2 separate regions of the Hordeum vulgare genome follow, and region 2 is linked to region 1. Evidence: chromatin contacts called from public Hi-C data. All regions are on one chromosome and are shown on one strand. Each heading gives the region's core, a stretch centred on a gene start, on an enhancer-like site or on the middle of the called end of the contact. The rest is flanking DNA. Distances are from core to core; before and after follow the strand shown. Region 1 has its middle 180 kb from the start of LOC123446208. Region 2 holds the start of LOC123446208 (transcription repressor OFP8-like).

Region 1 (6,171 bases), core at 1,391-3,890:
GGTGCCATTGTGAAGTACAAGGCAAGACTCGTTGCAAAGGGCTAGGTACAACGTCAAGGAGTTGACTATGATGAGGTGTTTGCACCGGTTGCTCGAATCGAGACGGTGAGAGTGCTCCTAGCTTTGGCAGCACAAGAGGATTGGAAGGTTCATCATATGGATGTTAAATCCGCTTTCCTCAACGGCGATCTCACAGAAGAAGTGTACGTGGAACAACCCCTCGGCTACGAGAAGAAAGGCGAAGAAGGGAAAGTTTACAAGCTCAAGAATGCACTTTACAGGTTGAAGCAAGCACCAAGAGCTTGGAACTCAAAGTTAGACCGAAGTCTGGTCTCGCTCGGGTTCAAGAGATGTCCCCTCGAGCACGCAGTCTATACAAAGAACTCCAAAGGCTCAAACCTGCTAGTTGGAGTTTATGTTGACGATCTGATTATCACGAGAGATAGCGTACAAGAAATTGAACGTTTGAAGGCGCAAATGAAGAACAAGTTCAACATGAGTGATCTGGGATTACTCAGCTATTACTTGGGCATCAAAGTGAAGCAAAACTCCCGAGAGATTTCCCTATGTCAATGGGCTTACGCGGTCAAGTTATTGGAAAAGTGTGGCATGTCAGATTGCTACGAGACACAAGTTCCAATGGACCAACGTCACAAGTTGAGCAAGCGTAGCTCAAATCCGTCGGTGGACACCACAATGTATCGAAGCGTTGTGGGCAGCCTAAGATATTTGGTGCATACCCGACCTGACTTGGCTTATTCAGTTGGGATCGTGAGTCGTTTCATGGAGAATCAGACAATCGAGCACATGAGCGCGGTCAATCAAATCTTACGCTATGTGAAAGGCACCATTAATCTTGGTTGCACGTACAGAAAGGGAAAGGAAGGATTGATCCTTCGTGGATATTCAGATAGTGACATGGTAGGTGATGTTGATGACCAAAGAGCACAACGGGCATGGTTTTCTACCTTGGCCCGAATCCGATTAGCTGGAATTCTCACAAGCAAAAGGTGGTGGCACTGTCTTCATGCGAGGCAGAATACATAGCGGCAAGCACGGCGGCTTGTCAAGCAGTGTGGTTGAGAAGACTCCTAGCTATTCTTGCAAAGCGGGAGGTGCAGAAGGTGTCACTGAAGATCGATAACCAAGCTGCAATCTCGTTGTGCAAAAATCCGGTTAATCACGAAAGGAGCAAGCACATAGATACCTGGTTCCACCATATCCGGGAGTGCATTGAAGAAGGGTTGATCGAGGTTCAACATGTGAACACGAAAGACCAACTTACCGATATTTTCACCAAGTCCCTCGGTCGACAGAAGTTCATCGAGATAAAGAGGAAAGTCGGAGTGCAAGAAGTGAAGTCAAGCAACAAGATTAAGGAGGTGAATGTAGAAGTTAATCATGTTGTTTCTTTAGGATTAGGAAAGAAAGCCAAACCTAGTCCTAGTAGTATTATGATTCCTAGTCCTAGTCTATTTCCATAGTACCTTGTGGACGTGTATAAATGACACCCTAGGGGTGTTCATTGTAACACCAGAAAAACGAAAAGCAATACAAAGCAAAGGCACGACACGGGTCTTTAGCCAACAAATTCATCGATCAGTTTTATTCATGTCGCTAGTTACGCAAGTTCCGTCAAGTAGCGGGCTGAAGTAAGAATCGCGTAGACCTGCATACGCACGTTCCAACATGCTATGCATTGCGCGAGCTAGCTAGAGCTAGCTGTCTGGCATCCGGCGGTCTACACGAGCCTGAAACGATGACATCTCCTGACAACATAACTCGGTTTACTCATCGCGCATCATCAGGTCAGCCTGGACCTGCTGCCTCCATGCCATTGCTGAATACGTGAGGTGAGCATGAGATCTAGGCCGGACGAGACGACGGAGAGAGCAGACCAGGCCAGAAATGCAGAGTCTATTTTCATTGTTGTGCTGCAGTCAAATTCTGGCGAGAAATTATGGCCCTCTTTCCCTGCTATGGCCTCAACTGCTACTGCTACTGCTACGCTGCCACGAATTATGAATATGTCAGTGCAGGGTGGTGATGGCATGCAACCTTATGTGCAGCGTCTTCAATGCTCGAACTCTTTACCACTCTCAGCTACCGCCAATTTGATGCCTCCAGCTTTGCTACGGAACTATGAGTATTCGCCCAGGATGATGGATGGGATGGTAAAAAGCTCTTGCTTATTCTTCGCCGGGGATGTAAGCGATTAGGGTTCCTGAACCGTTGTAGGAGTAGCTCTAACTTGTTGTATCTGAAAGTTTTAACCCGCAGCTTGTTTGAACGGAAATGACAGCAGGAGTGGTAGAAGAGAAACGCCCCCTAGTTCGACGTCGTGGTGGCCTGAACAATTGCACAGGTACTTGAATTTTACCGAAGGGGAAATTACCACGTCTGCGGAACTGATAAATGCTTAGCAGAAGCAAAGATGGGCACGAATGCAGGCGGACGGGTGAATGTGACCTGACAGATGTATTAACTGGACACTCGCATTGGATGCGGCATGCAGGAACCTGTCTCAGAGGCGCCCTATAGATTAGCTGGCTCGCCTTGGTAATTGGTGGATCAGATCGTCCCTGGGCCTGGGCAGCAGGCCCAGGGGTATGAATGCTTCCGATGGGCTCTGCTGAACTAATCGATTAAACTCACTGGCCTGTTTTTCGGATTAACTCGCACAGATACAGTAGAGTGGTACAGTGGAGTACATCAGTACCCGTTTCTTTAGCACAACTGGAGTACATCAGTACATGGGTGGACCGGGCCGGCCTAGAGGAAATTTCAAAAGAATGCTTTGCGCACTCCTTGCGTCTGTTACCCTACAAATGCCTTGGGCTTTGGAGAATGCAAATACATATGGGGAGCGTACCAATGGACTCGTCTTTGTCTCGCTTGCAGCGAGATAGAGGTACGCCTCGAATTATTAGGAAGTGCACTCACTGGGCATGCACAGTACTGTATAAGTACACTAATTACATTCATATTTTCTTTATTTTTCACTTTTATTACTTAGAGCTTGTTATGTTTTCTTTCACAAAAAAGCAGAAGAAAACTTTATTATGTTTTCCCTGCAAAAAAAAGACTTTATTCTGTTTTGAGACATTCTAAAAACCTATATTCGAAAAAATAATTAAATAGAACACTGCAAATAACAGAAGTGCCAACGCAAAGTAGAAAGTTTGTTAGCATAATTTTGAATAACCATGCATAGGATTCGAAAAAAAATGGTGACATTTAAAAATGTTCACATGTTTGAGAAAATATACATGACACTTAAAAAAACGATGTAACAAAGTATCCAAGGAACTTAAAACAATGCTTACAACCTTCAAAATATGTTGGTGACATATTTCAGAAAAATCTTATCCGATGTTCAAAAATGTTAATCATGTATTTGAAAAATATAATAAACATGTTTATAAAAATGTACAACGTGTATAAAAATATATAAACATCAAAACATGTACTTGATCAATATTATCATGTATTTGGAATAAACATATAAATGCGTATAGAAAATATTATTGGTGTATCGAAAAAATGTAGACATGCGTTGAATAAAAAATAAAAAAGTAAAAAAAAGTAACTAAAAGAAAACATTGAAAACCGGTCAAAACCGAAGAGAAATGAAAAAATGAAATAAAATAATAGTAATAAAGGGGAAACGAAGCAATCCACTGCAAACATTGAGAAAACCAATAAGAAAACCGGCGAGAGAAAAAACTCGCTCCGCAGCTATAGTACTGAGCTGGCCTAGTAGCGCCGCTTGACACAGGCGAGACATAACTCCCAGGGACCTCGTACGCGCCGCTTGTTGCGGCAAACTGCCGAACGGACGCACAGGGGAACGCCCGACTCCTCCGGCCCAGTTTATTTTTTTTCTGTTTCTTTTTTCTTTTCTGCTTATTTCCTTTTTTCTTTTTTGGTTCGTTTTTTCTTTATTTTTTTCTTCAACTTTATAATTTGAAGCAAAAATATTTTTAGGATTTGAAGAATACTTTTTCAAAATCCAGAACATCTTTTGAAACAGTGAATATTTTTGAATTTTTAACAAATTTGAAATATGAATAAATTTTAAATTTAGAATAAAATTATACAACCATGAACATTTTTTGAATCTGCAAAAAAAAAAATTGAAACCATGAACAGTTTTCAAATTGTGAACAAAATTTGAAACATGGAAAAAATTCAAATTGTAAACAAATTTTGAAACCATAAACATTTTTTTAATTATGAACAAATTTGAAACATGAATAAATTTCAAATTCGTGAACAAAATTATAAAATTGTGAGCATTTTTGAATATGCGAACCTTTCTGAATTGTGAACAAATTTGGAAACATGAAATAAATTCCAATTCGTGAACAAATATATAAAATTGTGAATATTTTTAGTTAAACCGTGAACATTTTTCAAATTGTGAATAAATTTTTAAACATGGAAAAATTTCAAATTCGTGAACAAAATTATAAAACTGCGGACATTTTTCGAATCTGTGAATAAATTTTGAAACCACGAACATTTTTCAAATTGTGAAGAAATTTTGAAACATGAACATTTTTCGACTTGTGAACAAATTTTTAAAAAATACATGAACACTTTTCAAATTATTGAACTATTTTTTAGTAGCTAAGAATTTTCAAATACGTGGATATTTTTAAAATTCATGAAGTTTTTCCAAAGTCGCTTCATATTTTCAAAACCGATAAAGATTTTTTGATTTCATCAAAATTTTCAAAACAAAGAAATATTTTTTTCCTAAAACAGTGGACCGATATAATTTCTAGAGACAATCAAAACAACAACTATAAAAAAAACTAATCTACCATAGGCCAAGGCGATCAAGCAAGGCAAATCATTTTGTGCCAAACCAATCTGAGGTGACGCATGTACGAAATGAGGGGTGATTTTTTTTTTCATGACTATTCGTAATTAATTGCATGCAATAACAGATTCCTCCTCAATTGTAGCCGCAAGGGCTCTCAACAGTAAGAAGAAAATTGTGGAAAACACTCACTTTTTATGGAGGGAGTACCCGCTACTTTGCCATTGGATAAGCCCATACAATAGCAAAACGCATACGTGGGAGAGGGGGCGGGGCGGGGGGGGGGGGGGGGGGGGGGGGGTCGGCCCCCTTGTCTCCCCTCGGGGTCGGGCCTGCCCATGCAAAGGATATCCCTTATCATGGATTTTTATATACATTTTGTAGATACGAGTACATTTACATAGATCGGCTTCAGAGCTAGACATGGGTGTATAGATGCAACCATTATCAAGCATTCAACCTGCCACGTTCATGACGCCATCAATTGTCAATGGTATCGAAGCTAAGCGAGTTAAGGTGAGAAGCCATGAAAATTTTATGAAAAATAATGTCATGCATGGGGTTAGATTGCATCGAGGAAGCGATGGTCATGTACGTCAGTTGTGTGGACCGAGAATTAATACCAAAGATCAATGAAGTGTTGATGTGTTAGATTCAAACGATGTGCATGGTATGGTGAAACTTCGAAGGTGAGTGCGAATAAGAAGAAAAAGAAGAAGGGGCGGCGTCCCGACGTACCCGGAGGGCGAACACTTCAGGCGCCCCGGGTTAATGTGGCCGTCCCCCAGGGTATGTCGCCCATGGCCGATTCTGGCAGCACGGTTGCCGCTCAACAAGAGGTGACCGTTGTCAACGTGCCTAAAGCTAAGAAAGAAAAGATGCAATGTTTCAAATGCTGGTCCAATGATGATCTGTCCAAGGACTGTTCTGTGGCCCACTATTGCTACATTTGCAACAATTACAAACATGCTATATTCCTTTGCCCTGTTCTGAAGCAGCCACGACCCTCGAAATCTTTTTATGGACATGGCTCTAATGATACCATGTTCATTCAGATCCCAAAGCACGTGTGCAAAGACATTGACACTTCTCCATCGGCGTCGCCAACTGCCTTGGTCTCGGTCTCCGACGGGAAGATACCTACAGCGATGCTTGAAGCAGAGATTGCTAGGATCGTTCGGACCCAGGCTCAGTGGAAGTGCGAGGCTATTCCGCATGGCAAGGATGCTTTTTTGGTGTCATTCCCCTCCTTTGATGATCTTCACCGAATGCCGACCTAGAGGTTCGAGTCAAGTCGCATGGCGTTGAGATTTCTTTCAAAGAATGTAAGGTTGAAGATGTCC
Region 2 (6,171 bases), core at 1,402-3,901, 180 kb before region 1:
GTCAGCTAGTTGGTGGCACATTGGTTATCCCCTCCCACCCCATATCGACAGCAAACCCTCGCCCCTCTCCGTCGCGTCGTCGTCGCCGCCCATTTGCCGATGCCGATACACCTCCCCCCAACGTCGCCACCTCGCCGTCGGGAATTCTCCAGACCAGCCATCTGGTCCAAGGGGAGGCACGCGTCTCTTCGTCCGCCAGCTCCATCGACGAAGCCCGCAAGGTGCTCGACAGTTTGCCAAGGTATAAAATGGATTCCGTCGAGGAGTTCCTTTTTCATAATTTCCTTCACGACTCCGACAATTCCTCGTCTGATGATGAGGAGGCTTCTACTTCCCTTCTATAGTACCATCTCTGGTAACTTTGCCCTGTTTTTGTTGAGGAGATATCCACCCTCGTCTAAGAAGTTCAGGAAGAAAGAACATTTTTTAGCAGAATACAATCAAAGCCGCTCACATACACGAGCGTATACTCATCCCTATGAACGCACGCATGCACACCATATTCCTATGAGCATCTTAAAGAGACTAAGCCGGCACATCATCTTGAGATTGACGAAGTCGTCACTGAAAGCACATCGCCGAAAGTTCTGAAATAAATCCAGGAAAATGCAAGCACCAACATCAAATCTAAAACTTAAACTCTGATGGATAGGAGATACCACAATCCTTTTAACCATCCAACTACGGATTCAACATAATAGCCATATGTTAATTGACTGAATTTGCAATTAGATAAGTCATTTATGTGGAAATAGAACCGGTTGGAGCAAGAAAGCCGGAGGAAAAAGCAAAAAGAACGTCGTAATGGTCTAGAAAATTGGCTTACCCAAGATAAATTTTCAAACAGCTTACATATAGCAGGTCCCGTATTTCACTGGGAACTACTCCCCCCGTCCATAATAAAAGAAGAGTAGTACATAGTCTCATTCACTAGCAAAGTTACAAGTGTTTCATACTCTCTCGGTCCCAAAATTTTTGTCTCACATTTATTTAGATATAAATATATCTAATTATGTTTTGGTATTTAGATACATCCATGTCTACACAAACTTATGTATCTAATTACGTTTTGGTATTTATATACATTCATGTTTACACAAACTTAAGACAAGAATTTTGATACGGAAAGAGTATATCACAAAACACTACACTTTGAGACTTGACATACATAGTTTAGTGACTCAGTGTAATTAGCAAACCCTACCAATTATTGTAGCACTTGTCCATGCATGGACCTTCGCACAAAACCAAAGGCCATGCACTAGGCACATACACACTAGCACAAACTCCTCCCAATTATACTAATTAAGCACTAATAATAACTTGCAAGCAAACTAAACATTTAAGAAACTAATAACCCACCAGCAAGAACGGACTCCAGAAACCAAACACCTGGTACTCCTACATTTTTTAATGAGCTTTTGTCCTACTGCTCGTACTAGCGGTACTAGCGTCGACCTTTGTTTCTTCTGCGAGATCCTATCACCACCCAGTAGCCTGGCCGGGAATTCACGACGCCGGCGCTCGCACACCGGGTGGTGCCAGGATCTCGAGACATCAGCTGGCTAGTTAGCTAGCTTGGTAGCTAGAGCTGGTAGTGGTAGGACGATGCCGCCGGCGGGGGCGGTGAGGCTAGCTGGGCGCAGAGCTCGGCGAAGGCGGTGAGGATGGCGGCGTGGTGGCGCGGCGAGTTGAGGGCGAGCAGGCGGCGGAGCATGCTGCGGAGGTCGTCCCAGCTACACAGCCCCGTCTCCACCACCATCTGCACCATGCTCTCCCGGAAGTCGGCGCGAGGGTCCGACGAGTCTTTCTCCACCGCCAGCCCCACGTCCTCCTCCGGCCCCGCTTCTGCCGTACCTGCTTTATTCTCCGCGTAATACCTCTTCTTCTGCTTCTTCTTCATGCTCGCCGGCTGCCTCTTGACCGGCGAGGCCGGCGTCCCAGCCGGCACCTCCTGGGCGGAGGGAAGGTGCTCTTGCTGCTGATGCAGCTTGGAAGCGGCGCCGAAGCCATGATAGGAGGAATAGTAGTTGGAGCAGTTGGAGGAGGCGTAGCTTGTGGAGAAGGAAGCGGTGGAGGAGGACGACGGGAAGAGGCTGGACGAGCTGGTGCTCCTCGCCGGTGCCGCCGGTGGCTTGCTCGCGGAGGAAGGCTTGAGGAAAGACGGCAGACTGAGCAGCATCCTGGGGCGGCGCGGGCGGCAGCTGCACCCGGTGTCGACCACCGCCACGTGGCGGCGCCGGCCGACCGGAAAGTGCCCGCCGCCGCCACCGCCGCTGCCAACGCCCCTGCGCGCTCCCGTTGACGACATCGGTGATGCGCTACGATATATAGCTCAGCTCAGCTCAGCTTAGCTTTGCCAGGCTACGTCGGCGTGTACGCTGGAGAGGGATGTATAAAGCTTTGGTTCCGGTGGTGGTGCGAGGGATGTATAAAGCTTTGGTTCCGGTGGTGGTGCGTAGGCGAGCTGGGATTGATTGCGTGCACGGTGGTGTGTGCAATTGCGACTATCCGAGTATGCTGTTGCTAGTATATTTTCTCGTGTGTGATGCTGTTACGCCGCGTGTAGTTTATATATGCTGTAATTTGACTAAGAAGAGTGGATGGGAGGGGTGGGGTTTAGCTGGGCCATGTGGGGATCGCTTGCTCATCATTCCTCCCCCTGCCATCTAGATTGACCTTGACCGTCCTCTCTCTGGTTAGCCTTTGATGCTTTGCAAATTTAGCAAATGGAAAAACTGTTTGTCCGTGCACCAACAGCCGAAGCCGAAGAGGTTGCTACTAGGCATGTTCTTCAGTTTTGCTGGAGGCTAGTCGTCTGAAATTAAAATTTGAGTCAGTCGATTTTGATGGAGAAGAAATCAGCAACCACTGCATTCAGGCCGCCACCGACATGTTTGATCTTGTCTATCTTAGGCTGTGTTTGATTGAGCTGTAGATTCTTAAAAAGCTGTTATGAAAAAGCTGTTGTAGAAAAGTTAGAAGCTGAAAAGTTGAGGTACCCTCAGTTTTGAATTTACACTAGAAAGAAGTTACACATTCTCAAAAGTTGCTTTGAACATTTACCCCTTTGGTTAGCTTTTAGCTTTTTAAATAAGAAGTTGGTAAAAAAAGCTGAACCAAACACAGCCTTAGGATGCAGGGTACCAATAGACTCCTTGTCTATCCTAGAGCCAACGGATCCACGATGGTATCCTCGCCCTCCACGATAGTGCATGTGAGGTTCACTCGTGTGGTCATAAGAACGTGTTCCTCAAGCTAGACTTTCAGAATGCCTATGATCGTCTGGATTGGTTCTTCTTAAGGTTGGTGATACAACACCGAGGCTTTGACGACATATGATGCTTCTAGATTATGCAGATAGTCCTGTCTAGCAAGACGGCCATTAACATTAACGGCGATGTGGGATCTTATTTTTCTTCCTCGACTGGAATGAAGCAGGGGGATCCGATTTCGCCCCTTCTCTTCAACCTTGTTGTTGATGCCTTGGCAGGTATTCTAGACAAAGCATGGATGGCCGGTTATCTTACAGGGGTGGTCGGTCACTTGATCCTTGGAGGAGGGGTCATCCATCTCCAATATGCGGATGATACCATGATCATGGTTAAGGGGTCGAACCTCGAGATAGCTAATCGGAAGTTCCTACTCGTGTGTTTCGAAGCGATGTCGGGCCTGAAGATCAATTTTAGTAAAAGTGAGGTTTTCGTCCTCGCATACTCAATAGAGGACCAACGACGGATTGCTAATAACCTAAATTGCAAGCTATCGACGTTTCACACAACTTAACCCAGGATGCCTTTGGCCAGGTCGAAGATCCTGGCGACTAGATTTGACCCCCTAGTTGGCCAGGTTGCCTCGCGGGCCGAGCCATGGCGAGGCCGGTTTACCTCAAAGGGGAGTAAAACGGTTCTCATTAGTGCTAACCTAACGATTCTCCCCATGTTTATGATGGGGCTTTCTGTCCTGCCGGAGGCCGTTCATAGCTTGTTTGATAAGGAGCTCGCCACGCTCTTTTGGCAAGCATCTGACGGTCGCTAGAAGTACCACATGGTCAAGTGGGCAGATATCTACTTGCCTAAGGACCGTGACGGGTTGGGGATCACGGTCTCCCGGTCTATGAATACCACCGTCATGCTATGGTGGGTATGGCGGATCCTTCAAAGCGACGACGGATTGTGGCTAAAACTCATTCATGCAAAGTACTTAAGGGGTGAACCACTCCTGACATGCTCCCACGTGGGCGGATCCCAATTCTAGTTTGCTATCCAAAAGATCAAAAAGGAAAATCACCAAGGGGTCTCCTTTAATATAGGAAATGGGGAAGGGACCCAGTTCTCGCTGGACCCATGGGTTAGGGATGAGCCACTCAGAGTGGGTTTCCGTGTCGTGTTTTTCGTATGCGCAGACCCATCCCTTCTCATTTATGCAGCCGTTCTCCAAGGGCAATGAGATATTAGGTTCATGGGCTCATTCAGCCAGATAGGAACAAACAAGTGGATCCACCTGCTAGATGCCTTGCCATAAGCGCTCCCAAATTATCTCGACATAGTGGCCTGGCCTCTATCCCCATCTAGGGAATTTTTGGTTAATTCGGCATACCAGGCTCTCTATCGCTCCCCCATCATCCCTTGGCTCTTGCCTTTATGGAAGCCCCCCTTCCCTTGAGATAATTTTTTGTGGCAGCTGCTCCATGATAGCATACCTTCAGGGACAGAGGTGCTTCAGCGGCATGGCCTGGAGACGACATGTGCCCCTTATGCGCAGTCCCGGAGACAACGACACACATAAATTTTTACTTAAACGTCGGCGAGGGGCATGTGGGAATTCATACACGCGACTCTTGGGCTCGAATGGGAGGCCGAGGACCTCGTGGACCTTCTTGAAACCAGGATCACCCGTCCTGGCATCGCCGCCGCTTATTTTGGCCAATCTTTGCCGCTATGTCGTGGACCCCCTGGACGACCCACAATAAGATGGTGATTGAGCGGATCTTATCGAGGCAGGTGTCTAACTTCTTCTTCAAATTCTTTGCTTTTATGCAGCACTGGCACCCGCTCTCTAGGCAGCGAGACCAGGATCGTCTTGATGGTATGCTAGATGTGCTTCACGCTATGGTGCAATGACTTGCCCCCCTCTAGGGTCGTTGCTCTCCTTCCACTAGGTGTATTTTCCCTTATTTCTTTTATTTTCTTTGGGCTGGAGTGTGCCGTTACCCAGGCAGGTATCTACCGTTGAACTTGTATGTTGGTTGTATGGATCGTTGCTTTCTCTATAAAGTAGGGCAAAAGCCTATTTCGAAGAGGGATGTGTGGGTGTGCAGATTCGTTGGAAAATTCAAGTGGTTGGTCGGTTTAGAGGGAAGGACGGAAGTGATGACAAACATGGCGGTTGGGGAAGGTCGAGCGGAGGGCGAGGCCATTGCGGGAGTGCCGTCGGAGACAGGCGGCAGCGGCAGGCGGTTCGGGTGGTAGTTGTAGGCAGTTCAAGTCAAAATCGTGGAGAGAAAGACGATGAATAGTTGTTCTCACAAGAACGAGATTTCCTTGTTCATCTTCTATGCAATGACCGTAAACAAAGCAATTGGCCCAAAAAATAAATCCAGTCGACTGGGTTACGTGCATTGATTTCTGCCTCTTTGCATGTGTGTCTTAGCTGGGCCTCGCGAAGATAAAACATGCCAAAAATCAACATCTACACATAGTTTGGTTGTCCGCATCTAGGCTGGCTGCATGATAGAACCAATATTGACCCGCCATTTGGTTGTCGGCTTTGCAGCGGGCGCACAAACTACATAGTATTTGGTTGCAAACTGCCTAAGGTGTTGTCACCACTTTTCACTAGTTATGACCTTACCACATACGATCTGAACATTGTTTCAGTCCTAGGTGAGAAACAAATTGCAATCCATTTTAACCACTAACAAATATCGTCACAAATATAAGAGTCAAATGGCTTGATTAGGGTGAAGTTCATCGATGCTGAACTAGTTGGAAGTTCATCCTAGTCATCTTCTTATTCAGATGTTTCTTCTTCTTCTTCTACCTTCTTCTTCTCTTTTGTTGTTGCTTCTTCTGTTGTTTTGCTGCTTATTCTATTATATTGTTGCTTCTTCTCTTATGATGTCCCTGTTGTTGTTGCTCTTCTTCTTCGGATCCTTGTTCGACATCTGTT

What was found. A called contact is a pair of places that touch in the nucleus more often than the background predicts.
Region 2: a contact with region 1 is called in a Hi-C map of seedling, with 3 times the contacts expected there. The contact joins the promoter of LOC123446208 here to the enhancer-like site in region 1. A contact is called at or near these places in 3 of 6 Hi-C or Micro-C datasets (leaf, seedling and an unstated tissue) and 1 of 1 datasets of contacts at active chromatin or transcription factors (embryo).

The regions. Positions count from the first base shown.
Region 1 is chr4H:104,244,185-104,250,355 of MorexV3_pseudomolecules_assembly, reverse strand. No RefSeq gene overlaps it. Among protein-coding and RNA genes, the nearest start is that of LOC123446208, 180 kb to the left of the region's middle. Within about 2 kb of position 2,640, at least 3 of the 3 cell types and tissues checked have open chromatin away from gene starts, as enhancers often do. A contact at or near this core is called in leaf and seedling, where this site is marked.
Region 2 is chr4H:104,424,380-104,430,550 of MorexV3_pseudomolecules_assembly, reverse strand. It overlaps LOC123446208 (transcription repressor OFP8-like), which reads right to left and starts at 2,651. Exons shown (of 1, transcript XM_045122882.1): 1 at 1,115-2,651. The coding sequence starts at 2,311. The coding sequence ends at 1,586.